Linked DNA regions of Anser cygnoides: region 2 is linked to region 1. Evidence: chromatin contacts called from public Hi-C data. All regions are on one chromosome and are shown on one strand. The core of a region is the stretch at or near the end of the contact, and the rest is flanking DNA. Distances in the headings are between cores, read along the strand shown. Region 1 holds the start of YPEL2 (yippee like 2). Region 2 holds the start of TUBD1 (tubulin delta 1).

Region 1 (4,374 bases), core at 988-3,487:
AGCAAAAGCTAGCCCCAGACGGAGATGCTTTGGCTCAGCCCCAGTCAGCTTCTAGTCTAAATTACAATAAAAGCTGAAACTGATGTCAGACCCGGAGCAGGGAAACGCTAGCTGTCTTGTTCAAGTTTCAAAAACAGGATGTTTGCAAATAGATAAATGAAAAACCCTGCTCAGCTGTTCAGTCGAAACCTGAGCTGTCAAATAGGTTAGATCCAAAACTCAGATTTTTAAAATGAGTAAATTTTCCAAAAGCTTAGCCCAGTGGAAGTATTCGTGATGCTTATCAAGCTGTGCTTGCAGAGCTTGCAACCAAGTTCTGTAATGCAGAATCCATTGTGAAAAATGTGACTTGCAGCTTCAATGAGAAAATAATTAGCACCTAACTAGCATTTTATTTTTTCAAACAGAAGAAAACGCTGCTAATGAAGTAGTTACCCCTGAAAAGATTCCAGTTTTCTAAAGGATTTTCATAAAGAACAGCACATAGTTTAAAAAAGCAATTTTGGCTTTCATACATAGTCTTTTTCCCATGATTTCGAAGCTGTGTGATCCCCTGGATTTCCATGGTGATACTCAACTTATATCAATGTAATTCCAATTAACCATCATCCTAAAGCAAGTTTGTTTTTATACATACAAAACTTTCTATTGTAATCATCTCAATATTCTTGTAAATAACATGCATTTTTATTAACAAACAAAACTCTTCTGTGCAACTCACCTCCAGGTTAAAAAACAAAACAAAAAACCTTGCATAGAAGCCTCTCTTTCATGTTGTGTAAACTTATTTTGCTGATAGTTTTGACTTTAGATACCTGAGGTTATTTTGAGGAGTCTTGGTGATGTAAAGTTCAAGCAAATTTTTCACCACTTCCTGCATATAAACGTGTCTAGATCTTGTAAATATGGCTTCATCTGGTTCTGTGGGTCTGCAAATCTGGTGTGTTGGCTCTGCTTGCTGGCCTGAAGAGGAAGGAGGTTATCTAAGAAAAGAAGAAGCTTAAAGTAAGCCTACAAAGTAGGCTCTTGTTGCTCTGGTAGCAGACTAAGGATAACATGACAATTTCCTTCTTCATTTGAGTCTATTTCATTGCTAGCAACTACCATGGTGCTCGAGCCTTCATTAATAGGATATTTAAATTGTACTTGGCAGTACCACCAGCTTACAGGAACAAATGCCATTTTGTGTTTTAAAATCTGGTTTATACAGTCTCTTAGCTAGCTGGCATGCGTTTTAGTAATGTGATCTGAGAGGTGTGTTTTGCTTGCGTGAAAGAAAACTATGCCTATACTGCAAGGTAGAAAGTTATTTTTCTATATAAGGGATATTTTCTTCTTTTATTACAACTAGTAGAAATACCGTGTCATATCACCCATTGCTTAATGCTCTTAGTGTGCATTGGTGTCCATATATTTATTGCACAGAACAGACCCTTCCCCTTGCAGTTACCATTATTTCCAAATACAATAGAATTGCTTAAAATATTCATATGAATATTTTAAAAGGCAGTAAAACACTAGAGCAAGAATAATCCTGTAGAGCAACTGTTTCAGCGAGTATGATCTATAACTTCTATCCCTTTCTGTGACAGAAGGATGGATATAAAGTACAGTTTTAATAATGTTTCATACGATGACAAATTGTTGTCACCACCGCTTAGGAAAGCAGATGTATGGCACACCATTTTGTAAACCAGAACTCCAGGAAAAAAAAGCAGCAAGAAGCCTTCAAATCAGTTTATTTCGAGCTGTGTGCTGCTCGTCTCTCAATTAACGTGCTCTGAGGTAATCACACCTAATTTCGCCCTTGCACTTTCTGGTTTGGCTGCGTGCAGGCGCGTACGGACCAAATCTGCATCTAAATTCAGAAACAGGGGGCCTGAAGGTGACAAAGTTCTCCGTAACGTCAGGGGGGGCGCTAATGGCGGCGACCTCTCCCCTCAGGGCCGCCCTCCCTCACAGGCCCGGGGCCGCGCGGCGGGAGCGGCTCCTTTAAGAGGCAGCGGCCTCTGTTTGTTGTCCCCCCCGCCGCGCTCCACGCCGGCAGCGCCAGCTCCGCTCCCATTGGCTGCCGCCGCCCCAGCTGCTGCCTGCGCGAGGCCGACGGCGGGCGGGGCGGGGGGGGGCCAGCGGTGAGCTCAGGGAGGGAGGAGGAGGCGGGTTCTCCCCCCCCGCCTCCGCCTTCCGATTGGCGGCGGAAAAATGGGCTGCGGCCGGCGGCGCCCAACCGGCGGCTTGTTGCTATGTACCAGCGGGCGGCGATTGGCCGGCGGCGGTGCCGATCGGCGGGGAGGAGCGCTTATAAAGCGGCGGTGGGAGGGCGCTGCGGGGCTGCCTGGGGCGCGTCGGCGGCCGCGCTCCGACTGCGCTGGGGCCGCGCTGCGGCGAGTGAGTGCGGCGGGGCCGGGGGCGCGCGGCGGGGCCGGGCTGCGCCACAGCCGCTTCCCCCCCCACACCCCCCCCCCCACGCGTCCGGGGGCTGCTCCCTCAGGGGGGGCCGGGCCGGGCGGGCGGCGGCCTTTGTGTGAGGCGGGGGGGGGGCAACAGGTCCGGGCCGGGGGCGGCGGGGGGACGAGGAGGAGGAGGAGGAGGAGGAAGGCCGGCCCTTGGTGTCCGTTGAGCTCCGTGCGTGAGGCTGGGGGCTGCGGGACCGGGTCCCCCCCCAACCCAGGCCGGGCCTTGAGGCCCCCCCCCCCCCAAACCGCCCTCAGGTGCGGGGACCCCGGGCCTCGTCCTGCCCTACAGGGACTGGGTTTGGGGCAGCAAAACCCGGCGAGCTCGGCGTGAGTGAAGCAGCCCGCTGCGGGGCTGGGGGGGGGGGAAGGTTTTAACGCGGATTTCTGCTGCCAGGGGAACCGGGTTTGGTCCAAAATCGCAGCTCCAACCACGCAGGGAAAGCAGCCGGACACCCCCTTACCCCCCAACCCGCTGCGATTTGCTGGGGTGAGTCTGTGCTGGGCTGCGGCCTCTGTCTCAAGGCACGGAAAGGGGAAGGCCGGGAGCGGGTGACAGCGGGTGGGACGCGGCACCTGCCCGCCTGGCGCTGCCGTCCTCGGGGCCTGCTCCGTGCTCCAGATAAGGGTTTTCTGCTGATGCCTTCGCTGTTACTTCGGGCTCGCGCTGGGCAGCGCGGGGAGGCCTCTGCCGAGCCAGGCGGTCGGAAACGGGCAGGTACCGAGAGCTGCGGGAGAGGATCCTGCCCGGAGAGGACGTGTTGCGTGACTTCGTGCTTCCAGAGCGCTCCCGTTTGTTCGGTTTAAGACCTCGTCGTACCGAGCTGCACGCCTCTGGTTTCTTTGAAATGTTTGCTGTGTAATGGTCACGGTTCAATGGAGAGCTGAGACGTTGTCCTTTTCTCACTGGATGCCTAATTCTTGTCTCGCGCTGAAAAGAAAACCGTTTAAAATGAGCTTTTGGTGCTTTGAAGGTAAAATTGGGAATGCTGTAGGAGGGACAAAGATATTTCTTTTATCTAGTGCTTCTTCGTTTTATTATTATTTTTTTATTTAAAATTTTAACCTTTCCTTGCAGGTGTCTCTTTCAGGGTGCTAGGGCCTGGGAGTAGGTGGCAAAGCTGTGTCGGTCATTGGGCCGCCTTGTGTCCTCTGGGTCCACAGGCTTTGAATAAGTGATTTCCTTTCTGTGCTGTTTGGTGTGGGTAGTTGAGTCAGGGTTGCACTGAGGAAGGCAGCATCACTACCTGTAAATCCACATTCCCTCAAAGGCTCCTTGACTCATGGCTGAATACCTGTTGCTGAGAGAGAATTTAATTAAGGAACTGGTCACTCTGGTGTCGATCCTGGCTAGCAGTTTAGAAGGTGGGAGCTCCTTGATCTAGTGTGGTACTGCCATACAAGCATTGTGGGGATTGCAGAGGAGTAAAAAGCATTTACTTCTTGGTCTTGCATCACGGCTTTGCCTTTGACCATGTGCTTAGAAACCTCCTGAAGGTCAATAAAGCTAGGCTTTCACTGGGCTTTGATGGTTAACTGGGAAATCTTTGTCTGTTTGAACTTAAGAGGTCAGCTCTGAAGTGCTAGAGCAGTGGGATTCGGGAGAGATCACCGAGTGGCGTTTGGAGAAATGGAGAGTTCAGTTCCCGTAGCTGCTTGGAAGCTGATCAGTGAGGCTCAAGGCAGAATTGCGAAGCAGAGCGTATTTATCGCTTTGAAACCATTGCAAAACACATAGCTTCCTTTCTTTTCTGTGAGTTGGTCCTTCCGTTTGTTCCCTCTTTTCTGGGCTTGTTAATGCTAAGGCCTTGTCTTCTAGATCTAATCACAGTAACGAAAGGGTAAGGAGAGATTTCCTTTGCCTTCCAGAAACCAAGACAAATCCATAGATGAGATCGACTTCTATGACTCATGCGAGGAT
Region 2 (4,624 bases), core at 1,023-3,522, 180 kb after region 1:
ACCTTGCACAGCTGCAACAGTATCACTCCTAGGGAGTGTAGACAGCTCATTAGTCTCTACAGTTTTGTTAGTGAAGCTGGAAATGAGAGTTCATACCCATTTGCCCAGTTGTTCCCAGACCCTTGCTTCTGACAGAAGTGTGAATGATCATCGTATTTCCAGTAGCCAGACTTGGCAGCTATTGACAGAGTTTGGCTGATTACTTTAGGTTCCATGTCAACAAGCACAGCCCGGGCAACAGGTACTGGATAGGAAGAAAAACAAAACTAAGTGCTAATATTACAACCTGTTATGTAAGATAGACAGACTTGCATCATGGGCCAAGCTGTATTCCTTCCATCCTAGCTGAACTAGTACAGAAAACAGAACTTGGCAGTGTCCTGGATTTCTGGAGAACCATCTATTGCTCTAAGGACAGATCTGAACTCTTTAGACATACATCTTCCAGGAAATAAACCTGTTAACTTGTTTGCTAACACCGGATTCAAATAATCCAGGCCCTATTCCAGGTATTACCTATCTACAGGGGAAAATGCAGGTGTTTGGCAGGGCAGGTCAGTTACACATATGTTCAGTTTCCAGCTGTGTTACTGGCAGACTTGCTACTTGCTCTGTGGCCTCAGGCGCTCTACTGCACAGTGATTTTGCTTCCATGGTTGTTAGTGATGTCATGGAGGCAGAAGGTTGTGACAATTCTTCAAAACTGAAGGGAAAACTCTTATTATTTCTGCATTCTTATCTGCATTAGGCTGGAAACCAAACCCTCTGTGGGAAACAAAACGTTTAAACGCTGTACCTCCAGATTCTGCTTCGATGAAAAAGCGTTCTTTACATGCGTCATGGTAGGATTCATTCTCCTTCTTGGAACACAGTCCGTGTGTGCCATGGACATCACTGCAGATAGCATTAAACACCTCACGACCAATTTGATTACCGCACTGTCCGAGCTGGACTGTAACTATTGACATGCTTATTCACCTTGTGTTTAACCCTAAAAAGAAAAGTATGCCTTCAGTAACCGTGGGAAACAGAAGCTAAAAAAAAAAAAGTTCTGATAAGTGGAATTCTGGTCACTTTCGTAATTTCTGACAACCTCTAGTGAGGAGGAAAGGCCTACGCCATAAGCACTGGCTATTTCTGGTGAAATACTGACTGTGAGCACTTTATTCTGAGTGTCAAAAGAATGCAGGTGGCACTTTACAGTGAATCAGTCTGTTTACAGGGCTGAAATCAACCATACAGCAAGGAGTCAAGTTTTCTTACGTTTGCTTAATAAGGCAGGGTAGAAGTGACTAATTGTAAATCCAACAGAGCTCTAGGTTAGGCTCTAAAAGTATATTAAACACAGTAAGAAAGTACCATAGGGCTTAAGAAACGTGAAGCCTGTCCACGAGTCTCATCGATTTCCAGTCCTGCACTGCTGTGCGCCTGGTGCCTAAATCTGCTGAGGTGACAATGGGATTCCCTAGATTTCCACCACACAGAGAAAAGTTTTTGATACAGTACTGGTGTGTTTGACATGCTCCCCACTCAGCGTTTTGCAGTAGCTGTTTTTGCACTTTTCTATTTTTACAAAAACAAGTTTGTTTGTTTTTTTTCAAACCGACTCCGTTATTCCGGACTGTTTTTCATTACCACCCCAGCTATGCTGGAGCACTTCTGCACCAGCATTCTTTGGAACGCAGCCTGCGAGCGGACCCCGCTGCGGGCAGGTATGTGCTATTTTTAATTCCCGGGCCCGATTTCGGCGCTGCTGCCGGGCGGCGCCTGCCAGCCTCGGGCCAGCCCGGGGCCGAGCCCCCCTCCCCGAGAAACCCCCACACGACGCCCCCCTGAGGGCTCTCCCCCGGCCCCCTCAGACCCCCTCACACCGAGGCGCCGCCCCTCAGGCCCCGCTCCCGGCCCCACCCCCCCCCAGTCAGGGCGAGGCGCCGCCGGGCTCCGCAGCGCTGACAGGGCCCGGCCAGCCCCGGGGGGCCGCCATGTTGGCGGGTACGCCCGGCCCTCGCGTGGCTCGGCCTCCGCCCGCTCCCGGCGCCTTTCTCCTCTCCGCTGCCCCCCTCCCGGCCCCCCCGGCGGAGCACCGCCCTCACGGGGTGCCGGCCCCGGCCCCGGGCGCCCCCAGCCCCGGGCGCCCCCTCAGGGCTGACCTCGGCGCCCCCCCACCCGCTGAAGCGCTGGGGCAGCGACGGCGCATGCGTGAGCGGCCGCCTGAGGGAGCCGCTTCCCCGCCGGGCCGGCCCGAGCCGCGCCTTCGAACAGCCCGCCTCGCGCATGCTCACAAGGCGCTCCGGGCAGCCCGGCGGGGCTCTCGGCTTCACGAAGCGTTTTGCGCATGCTCTCTCCCCGCGGCTTCGCCGCGCTTTCTGCGCAAGCTCCTTGCCGGCAGCGAGGGAGGCGGACGCGCACTGCGCATGCCCGGCCTCCGCTCCGCGCCCGGCTGCCCGGCCGACTCCCTCTCCGCGCATGCTCAGCGCGGCGCAGACCGCGGCGGGGCGGCGCAGTGCGCACGCGCGGCGCCCGGAGTCGGGGCGGGGGCGCATGCGCAGCGCGGCCGGGCAGCCGGCGATGGCGGCCGTGGCGGAGTTGGGGGGTGCGGGCCCATGAGGCGGCGCAGGCCCCGGGCACGCAGCGCAGCCGGGAAGGGGGCGGCGGCGGCGCCATGGCGGGCGTGTTCGACATCGACCTGGACCAGCCCGAGGACGCGGGCTCGGACGAGGAGCTGGAGGAGGGGGTGAGAGCGGCGGGCACGGGCCGGCGGCGCGGGGCGGGCGCTGAGGGGAGCGGCGGGGCCGGGACCGGGGCCGGGGCGGGGGCAGGCCCGGGGCTGCCGCCGGGGCCATCCCGCCCGGCCGGGGCCGGGGCCGGGGAAGGAGCCGGCGGTGAGGGGAGCGCGGCCGAGGCGGGGCCGTGCCGGGGAAGGCGAGGCCGCCGCCGTGGCCGTGAGGGCCCCGCGCCCGTCCTGCCGCGGGCCGCCACCGCGTCGCGCTGCCCGGGGCCCCTCCCCAGGGACGGGGCGCTCTTCTCCGGCCCGGGTGTCGGAGCGGTTTGGGTTTTTTATTTTTCCCGTCACGCGTTTTAGCGTCAGCGCGGAGCCGCCGAGCTGTCTCGGGCTGTGTGAAGGCGTTGCTCTGGCGCCAGAATTAAAAGCAGAGCTTTAAAGCGCTGCCTGACGTCTCTGCGGATCAGCGTGCGTCCCCGGCCGCTTTCCCAAGCGGGTCACCTTGTGGTCTGCAGCCTGCCGTGCTATAACAGTCCTATAGGCTCTGTTGAAACTTCCAGTTGCCGTTAATACTTCTCTAGTACTGCTGCTTGTAGATAGTGTTTTCTATATTAGATGGTTGCTATTGCTTGAACTGCAGCCGCATTTATTTTATGCTGTTTAAACACTGCTTGGAGTCTCTGAGACGCCCGGTGTCACAGCTGGAACACCCACACCGCCTGTAAGCTGTGGAGATATTTGACAGCTGCAGGCATGACCAGGTCTCAAGATTGCAGGAAAAAGCAGTGTTTGTCACCTCAGTAACCGATAAAGCGTCTGGCTTTAAAAACGTCCATTGCATCACACCGCTAATGCTGCCAAGAGCAGGTTCTAAGGGGATAGCAAGAAAGTTGAATTTTTTCTCTCTCACGTTCCAATAATTCAGTCATGGGAGATAATTTAAATGTTTTATTAGTTATTGTGGATTTTGAAAAAGATGTCACGACTGAAATATCTCTGGCACAGTTTCTGTGAATGTGAATGCACGGTGGCAACCTAATGTGGTTGTCAGGTTAAAATAAGGGAAGGTTAGAATGGACCTGAAGTTAAAACAGGGCTGACAGGCAGGGAATAGCAGAGTAGGAAAGAAAGGGAAGTGTCTCAGGAAAGTGTAGGGGAAGAAATGTTTTACAAGCATCAGAAATACATTGCAGCCAGAACAGCTAAGACCATTAAACTGAAAGTGAGCAAGATGTAAAGCCTGGGGTGTTTTGTCAATCTCTGTGGTGCTGGACCCCGGCACCGCCTGAAAACCGTGAGCCTAGGAGCATCCCGAACAGAGCAGCTGTAGTTTTAAGTAGGTTTGGCTGTTCTAGAAAACCTGAAGAATCGTTTAAATGGAGCGTTAACTCATAAAATGTGCGGTTGTTAGCACAAATCATTATGGTAAAAAAGCACCTTTATTTTTTAGTCTGTAATAAATGAAAAAATAAGTACAAACTGAAGGGCCTCTAGCATCCCAGCTAGAATGCTGTCGCATTTTTCTGTTTTGAAACAAGAAGAAATCCTGAAAATAGTTGAGTGGTATCTAAAGTGAATGTTGTTCACGTTAATACTGAGAAGGAAAACCATGGTTGACAGCAGCAAGAGCAGCCTGTACAGGCTTTGCCAGAACCTTTGGGTAACTTGGGAAGAGAAGATGTTCTGCGAACGTGATGGGTGTTTATTCTCTGTGTTTATTGTCGTCTAACGGTAGGGTCAAGGGCAGCTTTAGCAGGTTTTATTGTGAAACAGATGTCAATTGGCTGGATTTCTCTAATAAATGATATTGAGAGGATGGGAGCTAGCAAATCTCTGACCTGGAAACAGACTTGAACTTTTGGACTCGGCGATTGCTTGTAGGCGGCACCAGGAGTTAAATTC

Evidence for each region. A called contact is a pair of places that touch in the nucleus more often than the background predicts.
Region 2: a contact with region 1 is called in a Hi-C map of liver, with 2.6 times the contacts expected there. The contact joins the promoter of TUBD1 here to the promoter of YPEL2 in region 1. A contact is called at or near these places in 2 of 7 Hi-C or Micro-C datasets (granulosa cells and liver).

Annotation. Positions count from the first base shown.
Region 1 is chr18:9,731,860-9,736,233 of Taihu_goose_T2T_genome, forward strand. YPEL2 (yippee like 2) reads left to right here and starts at 2,238. Exons shown (of 5, transcript XM_048074141.2): 1 at 2,238-2,388.
Region 2 is chr18:9,916,359-9,920,982 of Taihu_goose_T2T_genome, forward strand. It overlaps TUBD1 (tubulin delta 1), which reads right to left and starts at 2,273. Exons shown (of 10, transcript XR_010825652.1): 1 at 2,151-2,273; 2 at 797-991; 3 at 97-244. It overlaps RPS6KB1 (ribosomal protein S6 kinase B1), which reads left to right and starts at 2,534. Exons shown (of 14, transcript XM_066979418.1): 1 at 2,534-2,734. The coding sequence starts at 2,663.